3 separate regions of the Mus musculus genome follow, and regions 1 and 3 are each linked to region 2. Evidence: chromatin contacts called from public Hi-C and HiChIP or PLAC-seq data. All regions are on one chromosome and are shown on one strand. The core of a region is the stretch at or near the end of the contact, and the rest is flanking DNA. Distances in the headings are between cores, read along the strand shown. Region 1 overlaps Pde7b (phosphodiesterase 7B). Region 2 has its middle 130 kb from the start of Pde7b. Region 3 overlaps Pde7b (phosphodiesterase 7B).

The links. A called contact is a pair of places that touch in the nucleus more often than the background predicts. HiChIP or PLAC-seq counts read pairs in DNA pulled down with a chosen protein or histone mark.
Region 1: a Hi-C map of uterus shows a contact between it and region 2, with 3 times the contacts expected there. The contact joins two enhancer-like sites. A contact is called at or near these places in 1 of 484 Hi-C or Micro-C datasets (uterus), 2 of 115 datasets of contacts at active chromatin or transcription factors (bone marrow-derived macrophages and heart atrium) and 1 of 9 other capture datasets (embryonic stem cells).
Region 3: a contact with region 2 is called in an H3K27ac HiChIP or PLAC-seq map of heart atrium, with 7 read pairs. The contact joins two enhancer-like sites. A contact is called at or near these places in 3 of 484 Hi-C or Micro-C datasets (the HL-1 cell line, granulosa cells and nephron progenitors) and 2 of 115 datasets of contacts at active chromatin or transcription factors (bone marrow-derived macrophages and heart atrium).

The regions. Positions count from the first base shown.
Region 1 is chr10:20,527,749-20,530,636 of GRCm38.p6, reverse strand. All of the region lies in intron 1 of Pde7b (phosphodiesterase 7B), which reads left to right. Among named protein-coding and RNA genes, the nearest start is that of Pde7b, 19 kb to the left of the region's middle. Within about 2 kb of position 1,571, at least 32 of the 459 cell types and tissues checked have an H3K27ac peak or open chromatin away from gene starts, as enhancers often do. A contact at or near this core is called in uterus, where this site is marked.
Region 2 is chr10:20,672,667-20,675,366 of GRCm38.p6, reverse strand. It overlaps a transcript of Pde7b not described here. Among named protein-coding and RNA genes, the nearest start is that of Pde7b, 130 kb to the right of the region's middle. Within about 2 kb of position 1,361, at least 50 of the 459 cell types and tissues checked have an H3K27ac peak or open chromatin away from gene starts, as enhancers often do. A contact at or near this core is called in heart atrium and uterus, where this site is marked.
Region 3 is chr10:20,485,813-20,488,512 of GRCm38.p6, reverse strand. The region is part of intron 1 of Pde7b (phosphodiesterase 7B); the gene reads left to right. Among named protein-coding and RNA genes, the nearest start is that of Pde7b, 61 kb to the left of the region's middle. RefSeq lists an enhancer at 1-2,700. Within about 2 kb of position 1,437, at least 46 of the 459 cell types and tissues checked have an H3K27ac peak or open chromatin away from gene starts, as enhancers often do. A contact at or near this core is called in heart atrium, where this site is marked.

The sequences.
Region 1 (2,888 bases), core at 322-2,821, 140 kb after region 2:
GGTTATTATGAATCATAGAGAGAAGAAACATCATAGAACCGAATTCCACTTCAATTATATTTGCAATTCCAATGGTAAATATTGAAAATGACCATTACTTCTAATTTTTCATTACATTCTCACCTGTTATAAATTAACGTGTGCAGAGTAAATTTTCATACCTACAATCACACAACCGTTGAAATGTTCTGAAGGGGCTGGGTGGAGCAATGAAGGTTTATTGGTTCAAATTACAAGTAAGGGTATCCTTAAAAGCCACATGGAAACAGCCATTATTTTGTGGCCAACTAAATCCTTTGTTAAACTAAATTAAATATGAGAGGTTTGTGTTCTTATTTTGTGTTTGTGTTTGAGTTTGTGTTCTTATTCATAATACTAATGGCCACTTAAAGTCAAAATTCTATTTAATAGTCACAGAAGGGAATTTTCTTTTGTCTCCAGATTATGATTTTGTTGTGATAATAGCCACTTAAGATTTATTACTTCAAAGCCCAGATCACAGCATGCTGCCATTCGAATTCCAGGCGCAGGCTTATAGGAATTAAGATTGATCACTGTACACTTGACAAAACCCCATGTAGGGAGAAACTTCTCAGAAACCAAGGGTTTGTAAGAAGATCAACAGTGTATCAGGAATCCTCTGGGCCTGATAGTGGGGCAATGCTTTCTAGGCATTCGTAAGAAAGACCACTGGATTTCCTCCGGAGATGTCAGAGTTTAGGTGAACTTAAATTGTGAACACTGTGAAAACATTTAATGTCTGCTTGCCCAGACATACACCTAAACAAGGACGAAAATATTCAGGATGGCCAGCCTAATTTCTAGATGAAGACCCCATACTCCATCCTGCTTCCAGGCTCCATTTCCCATAAAACTAGCAAGGTAGAAATGCTAGCAAGGTATGTGGTTAGTTGCTTTTAAGAAGGTAGGGCTAGGATCTTATTCCAGGCCAGGATCACACGTTGGTGACCCAGGCTCAGGTATGACATCCCACAGTCTTATGCAATGGTGGGTTCAGGAGGCTAGTATCTCTCATTTCTTATCACTTTGTGTGTTTAAAGTATCTTGTGCTGTAAAGCAGGTGGACTAGGGGAAGTGGAAGAGAGGGATAAAGAACAGGGAGATTTTAGCAGGTGGTACTTTACAGAAGTCAGGAAGAAAACACTCTGCCCTGACCATTTGCTTCGAATGACCACTAGACCAAAGGAGTTCCACGAAGGTCTAATTTGAACTAATCTGAAAGAAAAATCTTTGATTTTTATAAGGAAGGATTTCATCAAAAGTGAGGTTTGTGGGTCTGCGATGGAAATAGCTGAAGACTGGCAAACCAGCCACCTAAATACACGCGATTCATTTTTAGACGCATGAATTATGAATGAGCCATTCCGAGCAGACGTTCAGCATGAGCAGAGTTGACATGTCACACTGACCCGTAGTTTGGACCAGCATGGTCAATAGTAACGTTACAGGGTAGGAGTTCAAAGTAACTTGATTCTGAGGCAGATAGAGAAAGGAGAGAATAAATGCGGATACCACGCCTGGCTCTAGTCTCTTGGTGGCTCCTCCGCGCAATTAAACAGAATTAATCAAATCCCAGACAGTGAAGTGAAAGGCACTGCCCTACTTGCTATGCAGATGTAAACGTTCCTTCTCTCCATCCTGAAAGTGAGCCAAACTGGGGGCTGCGGAACCTGAGCCAGGGTGGAACCCTTCAAGGCCACAGCACGTGATTTAAGCTCAGAAGGAAAATGTTGGCAAAAGGGCGGGGCTTTGCCACATTTGATTAGGAAAAGCCTAGCTTTTAGACATAGACTTCTAAGTTTTAATTACGCAAACTCCAAGAACACAGGAGCTCCTTGGGTGCTAACACGGCAGTCACATGACTATTCTCCCACTGCCCACCCCAGCCCTCCCCCCACATCCCCCAGAATTATGTTACTCGGTTTTGCTTACAGTTTCACCTTCTGAATTTCAGCTCTCGCCTCCTCATAGTTGAAATAAGTGGGTCATGATCACCCCACTCACTCCCAGTTCATTATTTTCTCTCCCAGTGGCTGGTAAAGGCCCAGCCTCAAACTCCAAATTGTTCTCCATACTCATCCCAAAGTAGTTTCCACAGCCTGGATTCCGCTGCTGACCAGCTCCGCACCAAAGCGGAGCAGAATGAGGGAGACGGATGAGAGAGGAAGCAAGGAACAACACAGAGTTTAGATCTCCGGTAACCGCTTTAGATGCTCAGGGTCTGTCTGCACACCCAAACTGAGGCAGGTTGATGCTCAGAAGTGAAGACTAAGAGGACATTTGTTTTGGTTTTGAGTAGGTTTTCTGTAAGTGAGACATGAAAGCTACTGTGCCTCCAATACGGTTCTAAGCCCCCAGTTCTCAATCCTTTCACAGGGGCCGCCCGAGACCGTCAGAAAAAAAAAAACAAAAACAAAAACAGATATTCACATTACAATTCATAACAGCAGCAAAATTACAGCTATGTAGTAACAATGAAAATAATTTGCGGTTGGGGGTCGCCACAACAGGAGGGACTTATTAAAGGGTCCCAGGATTGGGATCCACTGCTCCAAGGGGATGACGGGCAAGAAACACATCTCCCGTTCAGACAGGAAAAGTCCTGATTCAAGGACTTACAGAAATACACCATTAACCTGCAGGAGGAGCAGAGCTGACCTGAAAGAATGGCATGTGAACCTGACTCATAGGGAATTTGGCTAGGAGCCAAAAGTAAATGCTCATGGCTATATTCTACCCTAGAATTGCCATTGGATATTTTCCATTTAAAAATAAACTGCAAATATATTGCTCATCAAAGCAATTATGTGTACTCAATATATTTCCTCCAGATATCCTCTTGTTCAGTTTCCCTACTCTGGTAGGCC
Region 2 (2,700 bases), core at 112-2,611:
GAAAAGCAAAACCTTTGAGTACATGGCTTCTCCATGGCTTCAACTGTATGCATCTGGTTAAAGAATATGCACGAATCAATACCAAGGTGAATAATATGTCTATACACTTCCCTATGTAGTGAGATGAGAGGCCGTTGGGGTTGACAACCTAGAATATGTGATATGTGATTCATTTTTTTTGGTAGGAGAAATAACAGTCATACATCTTTATTAAATGGATCTTCAGAATTTGAATTTGAAAACGCTCTCTGTAGCTGATTGCTTACAACCTGATTCAAAGTCTATGTGGGCTATGACTACTTGTTGCTTGGAATGTGAATCCCTGCACACACATGTGTGTTAACATAGAAATCATCGGACAGCCTTATGGACTGCTCCTCAGGGACCATCTGCCTTTTAATTTTAAAATAATATTTGAGACAGGGTCTCTTGCTGGACTGAAACTAGCCAATGAGGCAAGCCAGGCTGGCTGGCTGGCCAGCAGGCTCCAGAGATCTGCCTACCTCTGCTTCTCTGAGCACTGGAATTCCAAGAGTGCACTTTTTAAACACGGGTTCAAGAAATTGAAGTCAGGCCCTCTAGCTTGCAAGGTAAGCACTTTACCAACTGAGCATCTCCCAGGCTCCAAAATAGACTTTTAATATAGACTTTTTCAATGATTGAGTTAATGAGTGGGGACCAGATCTTTATAAGAATAAATCTAGATGGTGAAGTGCAGTTGAGGCACTGCCTTCTTCTTATCCCCCAAGCAGGGCCCTTGGAGAGCAAAACACTTAGAATTAAGGAAGTTCCTGGTACAAGTACCTTAATCTATGGCACTATCTAGGGGCAGCATTTTGTGATCCCCAACTGTCTCCAGGTTTTCTTCAATGTCAACAGACTCTGCCTAGCTTGTTTCCACGACTATTAGTGACGTGCAGTAGACAAGCTACTGGCTCTCATGAATACGCACTTTGGCTCCTAGAGTCTGTATAATGAAGACAAGTGTACAGGAATACCACTGCCCATCATGAACTCTACAAGGGTCTAGAAAACAGAATGTGAGGGGTTCACTCCAGCTGCAGGCCTTTGGTGGCCTTACGAATGATTCTGGAACCCTCTAAGTTTCAGTTTCCATATCCAAATAGGAATTTCCACTTACACATTGTATGTTCACCATTTCAGACATGGAGAATATCCCTCCCTGGCTGAGCTCCGAGAAAATTCATCGCAGGAGCACAGTGCTCAGATAGGTGTTTGGCTATAAACAGGAGAGCTGTTTGTGAGACTTTTCTCCCCACTGTTGTTTGAGATTAAAAGACTGCCTTTTTTCCAGTATGTTCAGCTTTCAAAAGACACACTGGAGGAAGTCAGCCAATTTCTGCCCACACAACTTCCAAGTGACGTCAATGGCAGCAGAGCTCACAGGTCTCTAAGCAAGTTTTGGCTCTCTATGTGAGGATTTTTTTCCCTTTCTTTCTTTTTTAAAAGAACAACTGCAAAAATGATTGCTCTCAACTCAAATTACACAATTTGTTCTTTTTTGTCCCCTGAGTCAGCAGACCTCGTGTGGAAAATAAGGCAAGCTCCCTTTCGTACACGGCGAGTGAAATGGGACAGGTCTATGAAAATAGAACATTTGAGATGATTGAAGGAATCTTCAAGTAACATTGTTGGTGTTTGTTGTTGTTGTTGTTGTTGTTGTTGTTGTTGTTTGATTTGGTTCTTTGAGACAGGGTTTCTCTGTGTAATAGCCCTGGCTATTCTATATCCTGTTCTGGATGCACTTTGTAGACCAGGCTGGCCTTGAACTCACAGAAATCTGCCTGCCTCTGTCTCTGCCTCCTAAGTTCTAGGATCCAGACAGATACCTAGATAATATAACTGTTACTTGAACCCTAAATTTTTTATCACATCTGTAATCTGTGTATCTTGGGCACAGCATGTGTTGAATATATTTTAGAGGACTTCTCTAACAAGAAAAGGTAACTCATATTTGGTTCCCAGCTCTTCTTTCCTGATAAAGTCAAACAAAATAAAGACTCTAAGGACAGTAGCTTAGGCACATGGCTCTCAACATTGGAAAGGCATGCATCGGCTCAGTCCACATAGCAACTCTCTGAGGCGCTGTTGGTAGAACTCTGCTGACTAGGAATGTGAGAATCAGAAGATAAAACTGCTCAAAAGCTGGTCAAGCAGCACTTGGTCCTCAACCTGGCTTCAATTTCTACCAAGGTGGCTTGTTCGTATCCAAACAGTGTTTAGCTGGGGCTGGAAAGCTGACTCAGCAGGAGTAGGGACCTCTCTTATAAAGGACCCAACTTTGATTTCCAGTACCCATATCAGACAGCTCACAACTACCTGTAACTCCAGCTCCAAGGGATCTGACACCTTCTTCTGACTTCCATGGGCGCCTACACTCACGGACACAAACCCACACACGAGCCAACACATAGACACCTAATTCTGTGCATCTTCTTTTAAAAGAAATGTGCTTATTGATGCCTGATTGCTGTGAGTTTTAAGTAAGGGCTGTTACTTGGCAATCTGAAGCATTGATGTACAAAGCAGCGTTCAGCTCCATCTGCTCCTCCTGACAGACATGGAGTTAAAGGACTCCTGCCCATTCCATCCTTGCAAGAGCTGTCTGAGCGCAGTCTCTATCAGTGCGATGTTACTGAGAAAAACAAGTGGTTGTCACTTGCCTAAGATCACACGACC
Region 3 (2,700 bases), core at 188-2,687, 190 kb after region 2:
CTTTTTTTTCCTCTGAAACACTACCAAGTTGAAAAGTGAGGACAGCTCCTGTTGCTGCTAGTCTGGGTAAGAGCCTGCCTTACCTGTTCTAGAGACTAGCATTCAAGTCCCAAAATACACTTTTGTCACCAGGCATTTAATAACCCTAAGCTAAGGTTGCAGAGTGTATTGTTTAGTAACGTTTAGTAACATTGTTCTTTCTTTTATGCATGCAAAGAAATTATTTTTGCTTCTGTCAAAAGCTTGCTTTCTGGACAACTGTCAGTTTCTTTTTGCTACGTAAATGATTTCCAACAATGACCCAGAAATGCATAGTTTCTGAAACAAACCAATCAAAAAGCTGGACCGTTCTACTTAGCCCATCTGATAGACAGTCCTCTGTGGTTAGACAGAGCCTGCCGCAATTGAAATCCTCGGAGGAAACACCGAGTCTAGTCAGCTGCACTGGGTCTCACATGTAAGACAACACTCCTCAGACAATAATCTCTGACTGAGTTAAGTACACAGGCTGTTTACAGTATCTCATAAGTCCACAGATGTTTCAATTGTACAACTGTTAAGCTAGCTAAGAAGTCATTATTTTTCTCCCAACATAATATATTTTATGGATTACTTGGGAATTTCATACAATGTACCCCAATCATACTCAGTTCCCATTACTCCCCAGTCCACCCTTCCACTCTTGTGTCCTCACCCCCCCAAAAAAAATTTTTTTAAAGTATACCAGGTATAATTTGTGTTGCCCATATATTTATCCGAGCATGGCCAAACCCTTGTTAACCAAGACCTTTAGCAAACAAGCCTGCATTGGAGCCCAGTGTATCATGATGAGAGCCCATGTCTGAGGTGTGCAGACCTGGTTCTCTGTCTTCATGACTGGCAACAGGGCACAAGGAAGCTCAAGAAAATGGCTTTCTACCAGAGTATCATTTTGTCCACCATGTTTTGGTTGCTGCAAAGTTTCTCTCTTTCCTTCTTTCTTTCTTTCTTTCTTTCTTTCTTTCTTTCTCTCTCTCTCTCTCTCTCTCTCTCTCTCTCTCTCTCTCTTTCTTTCTCCCTCACTTTCTCTCTCTCTCTCTCTCTCTCTTTCTTTCTTTCTTTCTTTCTTTCTTTTATGCCATTGCTATCTTCTTCAGATTATTATTGATACCCCTGCCATGAGATCCCACCCCATGGTTCCTGAAACTTGTATATAGCAAGATCATCACCACCATCTTTCTTCTCCTCAGACGCAGCAGGAACACTGTTGCTCGCTCCCTTTTTCAGGCCCTCTGCTCACCCCAAAATGACCTTGGAAGCACTTGATGGGGCAGGAGTCTGGTTCTTGTCATATGGCCCATGTTTCAGCCACTGTAAGCTGTCACCACTGTCAGAGTCTCCACCCTTCTCTGCCAGTTACATAAGAGGCCACATCAACGTCCTTCCCCTAGCACAGCTTTTATTAAACAGACACCACAAGAGAGGCCAAGTGGGCAAGAGGTCCATCCGGAGCTACGTCCCCTGTGGGGCTGGGGACTGTCTCTGGGTCTTGGCTCCCGAAACGAATGACTCAGCTCAGCCTCGGCCTGCGTCTGCAGCCTTCAGGACCAAGGACGACATGTTGTGCTTTCAGCTCCGAAGGAGCAAAAGAGCAGCAGTCCTTTCAAAAATAAGAATTCCCTTGCTGTTTGCTTCCTTTTGGAACACAATAAGAACAGACCGAGGACACGGCTCGGCTGTCAACGCTTCCTCCCGGCTTCCACCGCACCTTTCCTTTGCCAGGAAAAAAAAAAAGCTGCTGATGTTAAACAAGGGTTTAATGAATAGTCAAAATAATTGTTTAGCTTGGATATAAAACCCTAGGTAAGCAGACGGTTGCCCAGACCAGGGGCCAGCAAGAACAGCTCTGAAAGGACTACAAGGACGTCACTTGTTCTGTCCTAAGGCCAGAAGCCCTGTGGCCTCAGCTCTCCTGAGGACAGCCTTACACAGTTATTTCTCTTCTCACCAGCGTTATCAGTCAACATCAGAGGGGCTCGTGGAATAATGAAAGATTACTTCATATATACATATACATATACATGTGTATATATGGAGCTATCAAGAGGTTTAAGAGCCATTATCTTCTCAGAGTACAGCTGGAGCTTCACTAACATAAGCCCTGAAGCTGGATCTCCTGGGTATGTGGTCAACCTGGGCCATTGCTCCAGTTGATGCTGTCTATTCTGTTCTGTTTTTCTTTCTCATAAATTACATCCTGACTGTAGTTCCCCATCCCCTCCTCTTCTCCCAGTCCCTTTCTTCCTGACTTCCCCTCTCCCAGAGATCCACCCCGCCTCCATTTCTTAAGTAGGCCTCCCAGGGATATCAACAAACATAGCAGAAAAGGTTACAATAAGATTCTCCCGCACAAACCCTTAGATCAAGGCTGAGTAAGACAACCCAGTAAAAGGAAAAGGATCCCAAAGGGCACAAGAGTCAGAGGCCCTGCTCACACTGTCAGAGGTCCCATAAGAACACCAAGCTACATACCATAGCACATCTGCAGAGGACTTAGGTCAGACCCATGCAGGCTCCCCAATTGTCGGATCAGTCTATGAACCCCTCTGGGTCCTAGTTAGTTGATTCTGTGGCCTGTGTTCCTGTGGTGTCCTTGACCCCTCTAGCTCCTACAATCCTTCCTCCCCACTTCCCTGAGCTCTTGGAGTCTATAGTTGTTTT